Linked DNA regions of Salmo salar: region 1 is linked to region 2. Evidence: chromatin contacts called from public Hi-C data. All regions are on one chromosome and are shown on one strand. Each heading gives the region's core, a stretch centred on a gene start, on an enhancer-like site or on the middle of the called end of the contact. The rest is flanking DNA. Distances are from core to core; before and after follow the strand shown. Region 1 holds the start of LOC106596460 (serine/threonine-protein kinase MAK). Region 2 holds the start of LOC106596360 (transcription factor BTF3 homolog 4).

Region 1 (6,417 bases), core at 2,695-5,194, 190 kb after region 2:
TATGAGTAGCAGTCAACACACAGCAGCTACAGTAGGCTACTTTCGTCTGGGAGAACAGACACGCTGACTGACGAGAATCACAATGCTGCAGGGTGGGTCTCAGATCAGAATAACGACAAGCACAGGGGAGCTAGGAAATCTCTTCTAGAAACACAGAAAGAAAAACAACTACACTTCTTCACTTTTACCTTTCAGGTAGTGGTGGTGGTGGGGAGGTAGAATGTCCAAGGGACTACTAATGAAAATAATCCTCCGGCTGGCTAAATCGTACACATTTACAGAAATGTTGATAAATATACATTGTCCCTGTCAAATAGACCTAATAAAGTAAAGAAAGAAAATTAAATTGGTAACTGAATGTGGAGAACTTGAACCGCCTTGCTCTTGCATTAATAGCCCTAAAATAAAGAACATCCCTCGTTGTCTCACCTCAGACATACAGGAAGGGGTGAGAAAGAGAAAGAGTGCTCCGCTCCTTGAGAAGGGAAGTGGTTTAATTTGGCGTCTGCTCGGCTCACATGAGTGTGCCCAGAACAGAACAGCCGGTTGCATAAAACATCTTAAGTGTAGAACCCGACAAACATTTCCTTAGATAAGGGAAAGGGGGTGGATACCTAGTAAATTGTACAACTTAATGCATTCAACTGAAATATGTCTTCCCATTTAACCCAACCCCTCTGAATCAGAGAGGTGTAGGGGGGGGGGCTGCCTTAATCGACATCACGTCATTGGTGCCCGGGGAACAGTGGGTTAACTGCCTTGTTCAAGGGCAGAACGACAGATTTTTACCTTGTCAGCTCGGGGATTCAATCCAGCAACCTTTCGGTTACTGGCTCAACACTCCTACCAGCCATAAGGGCATAACTTAAACGTTTTTTTGGGTAGTTTGAAGTCATGTAAGGCAGAAAGAGTCTCTGGTTACCATGAAGACGACCATTATTCACCGAATAAACGTCTCGTCAAAAATAAGAACTTCTACATTCAGGACAGGAGGAACAATTTGATTCAGAAGATAATAAAACACGTTTCTTATCGTTACAGGAGGAACAATTTGATTCAGAAGATAATAAAACACGTTTCTTATCGTTACAGGAGGACAGGAGAAACAATTTGATTCAGAAGATAATAAAACACATTTCATATCGTTACAGGAGGAACAATTTGATTCAGAAGATAATAAAACACGTTTCATATCATTACTTTTTTAAATATTATTTTCTAGCAAGTCAAGCTAAGTTACTGTCACGTCTACTCCAGCACCTCCTCTCTGGCACTCATTGTCTCCAGTTACTTATGGAAGGCCATGAGTTTCAAATGATCTTGATATGAAAGCTTGCTATGGGCATTTGGTTCATTACACCCGTTCATTACACCCGTTCATTACACCCGTTCATAACACCCGTTCACTAACACCCGTTCACTACACCCGTTCATTACACCTGTTCAGTGTGTATTTACAGGTGATTAGAAGGTTTGAATATTGTACTTTCAGACGCATGAAATTGTGCCCCTGAACACGTTCTGAACGCCTGTGAGGTAACGGGTACGTTTCATGCGTCTGAAAGTACCACATTGTAGCCCTTCCCGCGTCAATTTCCGTGTGTTTGACTATCGGTCTGTTGCGATGAATCGCTTACTCAGGGAGGCAGGACATGTTTCTAAATATGAATCGAATTGTTAAAATTATTAAAGGCGTTGGTGAGAAAAATGGAGGAAGAAATTAAAATGACTTTTTCCACATATCATTACAACTACAAAGCTGGCGCTGGCTAGCTAGCTTATTTTCATTACAATAGCATGGCTAGTTAGCTAGCTAGCAATAGTATTCTGTCTAGCCTGTAACTAATGGTTGTTACGTTGTTGGACAGAGCAATAGTTCTTTGTACTTGTCATTTGGTTGAGATTAACATTAGTTTAGAAAATAATTGTTTACTTTGTGCATATTTATTGTGTAATTGGTTGGCTTTGCTACTTAGCAAGCTGAGATTTATTTGCTCACATTGGCTAATTTAGCTGTTAGCAATTTTTTTAGGAGAACAGGTTAACGTAAACTCACTCACTTTTGTACATCGCCTTGGTCCGTACAATCGACCTTATTTTAGAGCCCAAAAAAACGTAAAACTTCCAGATCAACTGTAACGTCAATACCATTGTAAAGCACAATTTCTCCCCTTTCCAACAAAATCAATGACGAGACCTTCATGATGCCCATCTCTGCATGATTCAAGAAGGCAATGAGTTCCGTCGGGTCTTTTTTAAAATGGCGGGTGGGGAAGCTAAACCTATTGCGTGATAGTGAGAAGGTCACATGTCGTGTGGGGAAAACCGCTTTTTTTCCCCACTCCATCTGTCCAACGTATCACCTTATCGCCTCTAAAATGTAAATAAACCACTATAAAACAGTTTATATAATGTGTCATTACATACCTATTGGAAGGTTTTGTGTCGAAATTGAATCGGGTTTTTAGGGAGGTGCTAAAGTGATCTTCAGAAGTAAACAGCGGCTTTGAGAGTCATGATCGCATGCAGTGATGACGCAAAAAAATGACTAGGTATGTCATTGTCCATTTCATGTTTTTAAACGATGAGAGAAGTGCTACACCTGGTGGGGAGAGATTGTAAGGCAGAAATAGTTGCTTTACGCGTGCTGTACGTTACGCCATGACACGTCACGATGTAACGGAGGGTCCGTTTAAAAAACAACAACTTTTCCCCAATACTATAGAGCCATTACCATGTCGATCAACGCTTGAATAGAAACGTAGTTCACACCCCAGATTTTGAAGTCAACACAGTCGCTACAAGTCCCAAGTCCCATAGGACGATCATCGTTTCTGCGCCTCATAAGACTCACCTGGACTCGATTCCTTCCCAAATATTTGTCACTACCTTTGGTTCTTTCCTCAGGCGTTGTTTCTGTTTATATGTTTCATGTCTGTACGCTACTCGAGGTATCTTGTTTTGTTCCATGTTCGTTTATTACATTTAATTGATTACATTCATTCCCTGTACTTGCTTCCCGGTTATTAGTTTACACTTTACAACGTGGGGAGTGAATGAAACACTTAAGGGTCCTCATGGGCACCGATAACTTTTACACTGAATTTAAGGGAGAAAATCGCCTTAAAAAATGTTGTGCAACTGACTTTAAAGGGAAACGATAAAGGGGGAAATTAACTTAAGATGTTTTATGCAACTGGTCCCTGGGTTTACAGGGGAAGCCAGCAAAAGAGGCTTTAATTGATTACTCCAGGTGAAAACAGGTCCTGATTGGGCTAGACTTTACCGCTGGATATAGACTACCAACAGTCATTTGGTACAACCCTGGCTAACCTGCACAGAATGTGTCCATTAAAAACAGACAACTTCAAAATGAATGACTTGTCTGTGTTGAATGTTGTTGAATAAGGAAGTCAGTTCTTGTTCTTTCTCTGACATACATTGGCTGTCGTAGACATTTCTCTAATCCTATATTGACCTCAACTCTCCATCCTATCAGATTAGAAAGTCCCTCAGACAGAGAGAAAGTAAAATAATTATTGGCAGGACAGTTCAACTTCATTAGTGTGGTATGGGGTAAAGGGGCATACATTAATATACCTACGTAATAAGCAACAACCCTTAAAACTACTACTGAGCTGTTAGCTAGCTAGCTAGTTAACAAGATAAACAAACACATAACGTTAAACAACACACATCATTATATTGGCCTACCATAAACAACACCGCTGTCATGCAACATTCAGAAACGGTGGTATTACCTTAGCATACCTACCAATAAAGACATTTTGTTTTTGTCCCCTTTTTAGTCCAAGAATAAAGCAAGATGCGTTTCTGTTTTGTGAAGAAAAAACAATGCAGTGGTGAAGACAGTACAATAACAATAACTTCCTTATTGTACAGGAGCGGCTTCCTTTCTCCTTGGCAACGGCATAAATATTACAGGAAGGAGGAGATCGAAGTCCCATTGGACAAAGAATGGCGGAAGGAGCAGACTTTTGACCAATCACGTTCACGTTGTCATGTCTCGTAACGTGGTTGCTAAGATGATCGTCACGCAATCCCTTCTAAAAGTCAGTGTATATGAGTCGAGAAACGTGTCTATTTTCCTCGAAAGTACCAAATGTCCCGGTGCCAAAGATATACAAATATTACAGATAGCAAGTTAATTATCTCAACATCTTGGAAAATATGTGTAATGTTGTACTTTTTTGTTGACGACATTAATGTTGTGTTTTTGAGCAGCGGACCATTGGCAAAGGACACAATAGAGTTCAACGGAGTTTCCCATCTCCTCAAAAGTATCTCTGGCAACTGGGACCATAGAGCACCACAGTATGAGTCATAATACCCATGACACCTAGCGGTCAAACAAGGGAAAGGGTTTAATTCATTTTTCCCATAGGGAATTTTAGAAACACTTAAAAATTAGGGATGTGTTTTGTGTAGGCTCACCCTTGTGTGACGTTTTGATAACTGTGTAAATCTCTCTAGGACAAGGTGACTTTTTACAATATTTTCACCTGTATTTACCCCACCCCCTAAAATGCTAATTAGCTGCTAATGTGGCTATCATAAAGAACTAGAAATTCCATTATGATCTGGATGAGACTGACGAATCGAGGCAACGGATTCGCATGAACTATGTTAGCTAAATGTAGTAATGAATAAATTGGCAAAATTTCTTTAAATGTAAAATTCTATGAACTGTCCTGTGCAAGTTTTAAAATGTACACAATACCATTAGCAAAGGTGTCAGCTAGAGATGACGTACAGGTGTTTGCAGGGATATGTAGTTTTGCATGATATCTGTCTACTTTGATGCTAATTAGCATTTTCAAGTCAGAGTAAATAGAGATGAATATATTTATAAGTCACCTTGTCTGATTCACATGGTTATCAAAACATCACTCCACGGTAAGTCTACACAAAACATAGCCCTTATTTAAGTGTTTCTAAAATTCCCTATGGGACAAATGAATGGTGGAAAAACGATTGGAACAATTTCCCTGTTTGACCGCTAGGTTTTATGGGTATTATGAAATCTCCACTGTGGGGCTCTTTTGAGGGAGACTGGAGAATGCTGTCAGAATGATAAACACAATGCTTTATGGGACTTGTAGTCCAAAGACAGGGTCACGTCATCATTTAAGGAGAGAAAGCATCAGGAGGACCGTCCTTTAGTGGGCTTAGTTTGGGAAGAAAACTATCCCACGTTACCATCTAACGTTAAAATAAATTTAAACAAGACAAACATAAAATAAATACCTGTTTCCCACCTCCCTCATCTTTTTGTAATACATTAGCGTCATCTAGTGGTACAAAACTGCCTCTGAATCTGGGTGCGTTCCAGGTGAACAGATTCTTACATTTACGTCATTTAGCAGACTCTCTGATCCAGAGCCACTACAGTAGTGAGTCATTTAGCAGACTCTCTGATCCAGAGCCACTACAGTAGAGAGTCATTTAGCAGACTCTCTGATCCAGAGCCACTACAGTAGTGAGTCATTTAACAGACTCTCTGATCCAGAGCCACTACAGTAGTGAGTCATTTAGCAGACTCTCTGATCCAGAGCCACTACAGTAGTTAGTCATTTAGCAGACTCTCTGATCCAGAGCCACTACAGTAGTGAGTCATTTAACAGACTCTCTGATCCAGAGCCACTACAGTAGTGAGTCATTTAGCAGACTCTCTGATCCAGAGCCACTACAGTAGTGAGTCATTTAGCAGACTCTCTGATCCAGAGCCACTACAGTAGTGAGTCATTTAGCAGACTCCCCCGTGGGATTCGAACCCCCAACCTCGGCGTTGCAAACACCATGCGTTGAAAACACCATGCTCTACCAACTGAGCCACAGGGAAGGCTATCACACAAACCTTTTCTCCAACCCCAGACACTAACCCCAACCTCATTCAAGCCTTGCATGTGAGTGTTCTACTGCCTCTCTCAAGAGGCCCAGAGTTTAATGGCACAAGTGATAGGCAAAAAAAAAAAAGCTGAAGAACACTCTTATGGAACTGAAAAATGACTCCAGTATCATTATAAAACCTGCCAACAAAGGAGGTGCAACAGTGATACTAAATGCAGCAGACTATGAAAAGGAAATTCTGAGATAACTTAGTGATGATTAATTTTTACAAAAGACTCCCAAAGGACCCTACTAATCAATTAAAGTCTCTGATCCACGATAAATTGTCCCCCAAAAAATGATGAAGGGGAAATTACAAAAAACGAATATAAGTGTATGAAAGTTGACTGCCCAAACACCTGTCATATACGCTCTACCCTAAATTCACAAGAGCATGACACCACTTATACCGGGCAGGTCCATTGTGAGTAGGTTTGGATCTCTGACAGAGAATATCTCTGTCTTTTGTAGACACATTTCGTTAAACCCTGGGGAGATCTCTCCCTC
Region 2 (5,993 bases), core at 3,056-5,555:
CAGTATGTTGGCAGCAGCCACTCAATGTTAGTGATGGCTGTTTAACAGTCTGATGGCCTTGTATTTGGTTAAGGTGTATGTAAACTTCTGACTTAGCTAGGTGGGACAACCACATATCATAGGCATAAAAAGTAAATTTTTCCTCAATAAAGTAGCTATCAGTAGAGTCAGAGTTAGAAAGGGGGGGGGTCAAATGCAAGTGCTGGTGAAGGGTGAGGCGGAGGATTATTTAAGATTCTGTTTGAAGAAGTAGGGTTTAAGATGTTTTCAGAAGATGGGCAGGGACTCTGCTGTCCTAGTTTCAAGGGGAAGCTGGTTTCGCCATTGGAGTGCGAGAACAGAGAACAGTTTGGACAGGGCTGAGCGGGAGCTGCCCTCCCGTACGGGTGGGAGAGCTAAGAGACCTGATGTGGCAGAACAGAGTGCTCGGGTTGGGGTGTAGTGTTGGATCATTGCCTGAAGGTAGGGAGGGGCATTTCACAACTCCGAGTCAATACTTTGTTGAAGCACCTTTGTCTTTCTGGGTAAGTCTCTAAGAGCTTTCCACACCTGGATTGTGCAACATTTGCCCATTTATTCTTTTCAAAATCCTTCAATGTGAAATTGGTTGTTGATCATTACTAGACAACCATTTTCAAGTCTTGCCATAGATTTTCAAGTAGGTTTAAGTCAAAACTGTAACTAGGCCACAGGAACATTCAACGTTGTCTTGGTAAGCAACTACAGTGTATATTACAGTGTGTATTTCGCCTTGTGTTTTAGGTTATTGTCCTGCTGAAAGGTGAATTCATCTCCCAGTGTGTATTTGGCCTTGTGTTTTAGGTTATTGTCCTGCTGAAAGGTGAATTCATCTCCCAGTGTGTATTTGGCCTTGTGTTTTAGGTTATTGTCCTGCTGAAAGGTGAATTCATCTCCCAGTGTGTATTTGGCCTTGTGTTTTAGGTTGTTGTCCTGCTGAAAGGTGAATTCATCTCTCAGTGTGTATTTGGCCTTGTGTTTTAGGTTATTGTCCTGCTGAAAGGTGAATTCATCTCCCAGTGTCTGGTGGAAAGCAGACTGAGCCAGGTCTTTTGATAGGCCTGTGCTTAGCTCCATTCCGTTTCTTTTTATCCTGAAAAACTCCTCAGTCCTTAACGATTACAAGCATACTCATAACATGACACAGCCATCACTATGCTTGAAAATATGGAGAGTTGTACTCAGGACAAAAAGGGGAATTGCTTTGCCACATTATTTGCAGTATTACTTCAGTGCCTTGTTGCAAACAGGATGCATGTTTTGGACTATTTTTATTCTGTACAGGCTTCCTTCTTTTCACTCTGTCATTTAGGTTAGTATTGTGGAGTAACTACAATGTTGTTGATCCATCCTCATTTTTCTCCTATCACAGCCATTAAACTCTGTAGCTGTTTTCAAGTCACCATTGGCCTCATGGTGAAATCCTTGAGCGGTTTCCGTCATTGTAAATAAGAACATGTTCTTAACTGACTTGCCTAGTTAAAAAAAATATTTTTTTAAATCTACCAATAGGTGCCCTTTTTTTTGCGAGGCATTGGAAAACCTTCGTCTTTGTGTTTTTTAAGCACATTTTTACTCATGAACGTATTTAACAATAAGCAATAAAAAAGGGGTTAATTAATAATCAATAATAACTTATTGACTCCAGACATTTCATCTTTTCATTTTTTTTTACAATCATTTTTAAACTTAAAAAAAAAAAAAAAAAATATGATTCCACTTTGATATTCTGCGGTATTGTGTGTAGGCCAGTGACAAAGAAATCTGTATTTAATCCATTTTAAATTCAGGCTGTAACACAACTAAATGTGGAAAAAGCCAAGGGGTGTGAATCATTTCTAAAGGCACTGTATCTTACTGAAGAGCTCAGTGACTTTCAACGTGGCACCGTCATAGGATGCCACCTTTCCAACAAGTCAGTTCATCAAATTTATGCCCTGCTAGAGCTGCCCCGATCGACTGCATTATTATTATTATTATTATTATTATTATTATTATTGTTATTGTGAAGTGGAAATGTCTAGGAGCAACAACGGCTCAGCCACGACGTGGTAGGCCACACAAGCTCACAGAACGGGACTGAGTGCTGAAGTTCGTAGCACGTAAAAATTGTCTGTCCTCCGTTTCCACACTCACTACAGAGTTCCAAAGTGCCTCTGGAAGCAACGTCAGCACAAGAACTGTTTGTCGGGAGCTTCATGAAATGTGTTTCCATGGCCGAGCAGCCGCACACAAGCCTAAGATCACCATGCGCAATGCCAAGTGTCTGCTGGAGTGGTGTAAAGCTCACCGCCATTGGACTCTCTGAATCACACTTCAACATCTGTCAGTCCGATGGACAAATCTGGGTTTGGCAGATGACAGGAGAACGCTACCTGTCCCAATGCATAGTGCCAATGTAACAGTATAGCTTCCGTCCCTCTCCTCGCCCCAACCTGGGCTCGAACCAGGGACCCTCTGCGCACATCAACAACTGACACCACCATGAAGCATCGTTACCCATCGCGCCACAAAAGCCACGGCCCTTGCAGCGCAAGGGGAACAACTACTTAAGGTCGCAGAGCGAGTGACATCACCAATTGAAATTCTATTAGCGCGCACCACCGCTAACTAACTAGTCATTTCACATCGGTTACACCAACTGTAAAGTTTGGTGGAGGAGGAATAATGGGTCGGGGGTGTTTTTTGTGTTTTCTTTTTTTTAACCTTTATTTAACTAGGCAAACCAAACCCGGACGACGCTGGGCCAATTGTGTGCCGCCCTATGGGACTCCCAATCACGGCCGGTTGTGATACAGCCTGTGTATCATGGTTCGGGCTAGTCCTCTTAGTTCCAGTGAAGGGAAATCTTAACGCTACAGCATACAATGACATTGTAGATGATTCTGTGCTTCCAACTTTGTGGCAACAGTTTTGGGAAGGACCTTTCCTGTTTCAGCATGACAATGCCCCCATGAACAAAGCAAGGTCCATACAGAAATGGTTTGTCGAGATCAGTGTGGAAGAACTTGACTGGCCTGCACAGAGCCCTGGCTTCAACCCTATTGAACACCTTTGGGATGAATTGGAACGCCGACTGCGAGCCAGGCCTAATCGCCCAACATCAGTAACCGACCTCACTAATGCTCTTGTGGCTGAATGGAAGCAAGTCCTCGCAACAATGTTCCAAAATCTAGTGGAAAGCCTTCCCAGAAGAGTGGAGGCTGTTATAGCAGCAAAGGGGGGAACAACTCCACATTAATGCCCATGATTTTAGAATGAGATGTTCGACGACAAGGCCTATCAGGGAGTACTTGAGAAGACACATGAGACCATAGACCTTCTATTTAAATGCACAAGAGGGGGTACTTCAGGGGTACTCCAGGCAGAGCAGAATTCAGTTGCTGGAACACAAACCGGAAAAGGCCGGTAACCACTGAGTGTATTTTTATTACCATGTTTCCATCCAACATTTTTGTATGCCAGTAAAGTTCATGTTGGATAAAAAAAAATGTAATGACAGGCTTGATGGAAGCAGCAAATTTGTCGGTAAACAAACATTACCAAATGTCGACAAAACCAAATACTAGGTGCTATTGAATTGAATTAATAGGTGGGATAATAATACGAGAAATGGTGGTGGAAACGCTTTTATGCGCAAATATTGATATAATAGCCATAATATGAAAGTAAACGTGGAATCATGCGATGACATGTGGTCATCCCACTATAACCCCCGGAAATCATGCAGTTTATTAGGCTACAGGTGAAATAAATTGTAAAATAACTTTACAGGATGGGCAAAGTGCAAGGTGATGAGCGTGATGCTGCTTTCCAATAAATATCCAGGGTTTTATTCTGGTGACATGATCGTGGGCACACTCGCTATTTAAAGCAACAGGTTTTTGTGAGATAACAATCAGTAGAGTTAAATGCGATGGAAATCCATTTAACTTGTATTTTATTTTATTCGGTACATGGTTATTTAACCGTCAAAGCTATGTCATCACACACATACTATAATCTGGAGCAACAAGTCAATTTGATCACCAATGGAAACAAATCTCTGGTGGGAAAATGCACGATTTTATGCGGATTTTAGAATGTCGCCAATTGGGTGGAAACCTGGCAATTCATGCAACAAAACAAAAAAATACAAATGTGATATGGACCACAACAATGGCACAAACGGTTGATTTCTCATCAGAAACACATTGCAGGCAACTGTAGTACAAACGGCGTTCATGTTGTGGCTATAAGTCTGTATGTGTTTTAAAATGATTCATAAACTAATACATTAAATCAATCAATCAATAAATCAAAATCCCCATCTGCTGAAAATTACACAAACACCAAAACGACCTGAAATTCACCCACGGAGAGAAAAGACACGTGTTGAGATTCGCCATCATCCTCATCAACCTCGTGTTCCCTCCTGCTACTTCCTGTTCTGCTGTGAACCTTTTGTGGATCAAAGTGCTGTGCCTTGGGACTGATCGATCAAATTACTGACGCTGTCTTTTACACAGGTAAATATACATATATATACGTGTGTGTGTGTGTTTTTAACAACTAGAGCTATGGACCACGGCATATAGGATAAAAGATAACAGTAAGCGTTGTTCTCCGTTTGCTTTGAGCTCCTAGCCTACTGTGTTTACAATGCTAGCTAGGTAACAGTCTCCACGGTATCCTAGCTGTGGCTTTATGCAGGAACATTTTAGAAAAGCTCATTTTTAGTTAGTTAACTAGCTAGCTCGTCAGGAATATGAGATGGTTAACTGGCTAAATGACAGCTTTAGTTAGTTGTCGACATTTTTATGGCTAACTTGAGTCTCAAATGTTGACACTACGGGGCGTAGCGAACATTTTACTACCGTTAAAATGGGTAACGTTAGCTTGCTAGTTTAACTAGTTTAGTTAATGACATGGTGTAACGTTTTAACCAACTAGGTAACTAACTATTCATCTGTGTGTGTGTGTGTGTGTGTGTGTTTTTGGCTGACAGGCATTGTTTCTGTTGTTGTTGAAGAGTCGGACACCTGATGATTTGTAGTGTTTCCAGACAATGAACATTGTTGGCTAATAAACTAGTTTTAACTGTCAGATAAGACTCAATTGGTGCCTAGTTTGTAGCTAAGTCCATTAATAACAGCTTCCACAGTGATTCAGGATAAAACGTGAAGCTGATTTGCATTCATCCAGTAGGCCTGTTTATATTGTTGTTGATTTTTGTTAATTCATGAGGATATTTTCTTGACAACTCATCCATGTTCCTCTTTTTTCCAGATAAAAGCCATGAACCAAGAGAAACTAGCCAAACTTCAGGCCCAGGTCCGGATAGGTGGAAAGGTAACTACTATTATCATCTCTACTGTTAAAATCTACATTTTGTTATGACACAGATATGACTAAATTGTAGAACCCTTCCATATCTGGTAATGTGCAGGGTTGAAGGCCAGCGGTTTAGTAGCTTAACTGCCTGTCTGTCTGTCTGTTTTGTTGAAGGGCATTAGACTTATCAAAGCAACTGGGAGTCTTGTTTTCCCCCTGAACACATTACTCCTATTATGGGACAGATGCTTTGGCCCATCCTGCCTGGCTGTGGGGCCCAGGGCTTTGTCTCTTACTGTTTGGTAAGGGCCTCGTTGTGTCTCCTCTCCACAGCTAGATGGCACTGTTGGTGTGGCCTAAATTTAACACCTGCCGAATGTGTCGATTTTTGTCATTGGCGGATAACATGCCGATCCTGACTAGACCGGGCACGTATGTGCACGTGTTGGTTGTTGTCCACCCACACCAGACGTGATCAGGACACACGTGTTGAAATATCAAAACGAACTCTTAACCAGTAATATTAATTTGGGGACAGGTAGAAAAGCATTAAACATTTATGGAAATTTAGCTTGCTAGCTTGCTGTTGCTAGCTCATTTTGTCCTGGGATATAAACATTGGGTTATTTTACCTGAAATGCACAAGGTCCTCTACTCTGACA

What was found. A called contact is a pair of places that touch in the nucleus more often than the background predicts.
Region 1: a contact with region 2 is called in a Hi-C map of muscle, with 5 times the contacts expected there. The contact joins the promoter of LOC106596460 here to the promoter of LOC106596360 in region 2. A contact is called at or near these places in 2 of 3 Hi-C or Micro-C datasets (gill and muscle).

Annotation. Positions count from the first base shown.
Region 1 is chrssa03:3,778,357-3,784,773 of Ssal_v3.1, forward strand. It overlaps LOC106596460 (serine/threonine-protein kinase MAK), which reads right to left and starts at 3,945. Exons shown (of 14, transcript XM_014187746.2): 1 at 3,762-3,945.
Region 2 is chrssa03:3,589,214-3,595,206 of Ssal_v3.1, forward strand. It overlaps LOC106596360 (transcription factor BTF3 homolog 4), which reads left to right and starts at 4,306. Exons shown (of 6, transcript XM_014187661.2): 1 at 4,306-4,526; 2 at 5,287-5,349. The coding sequence starts at 5,296.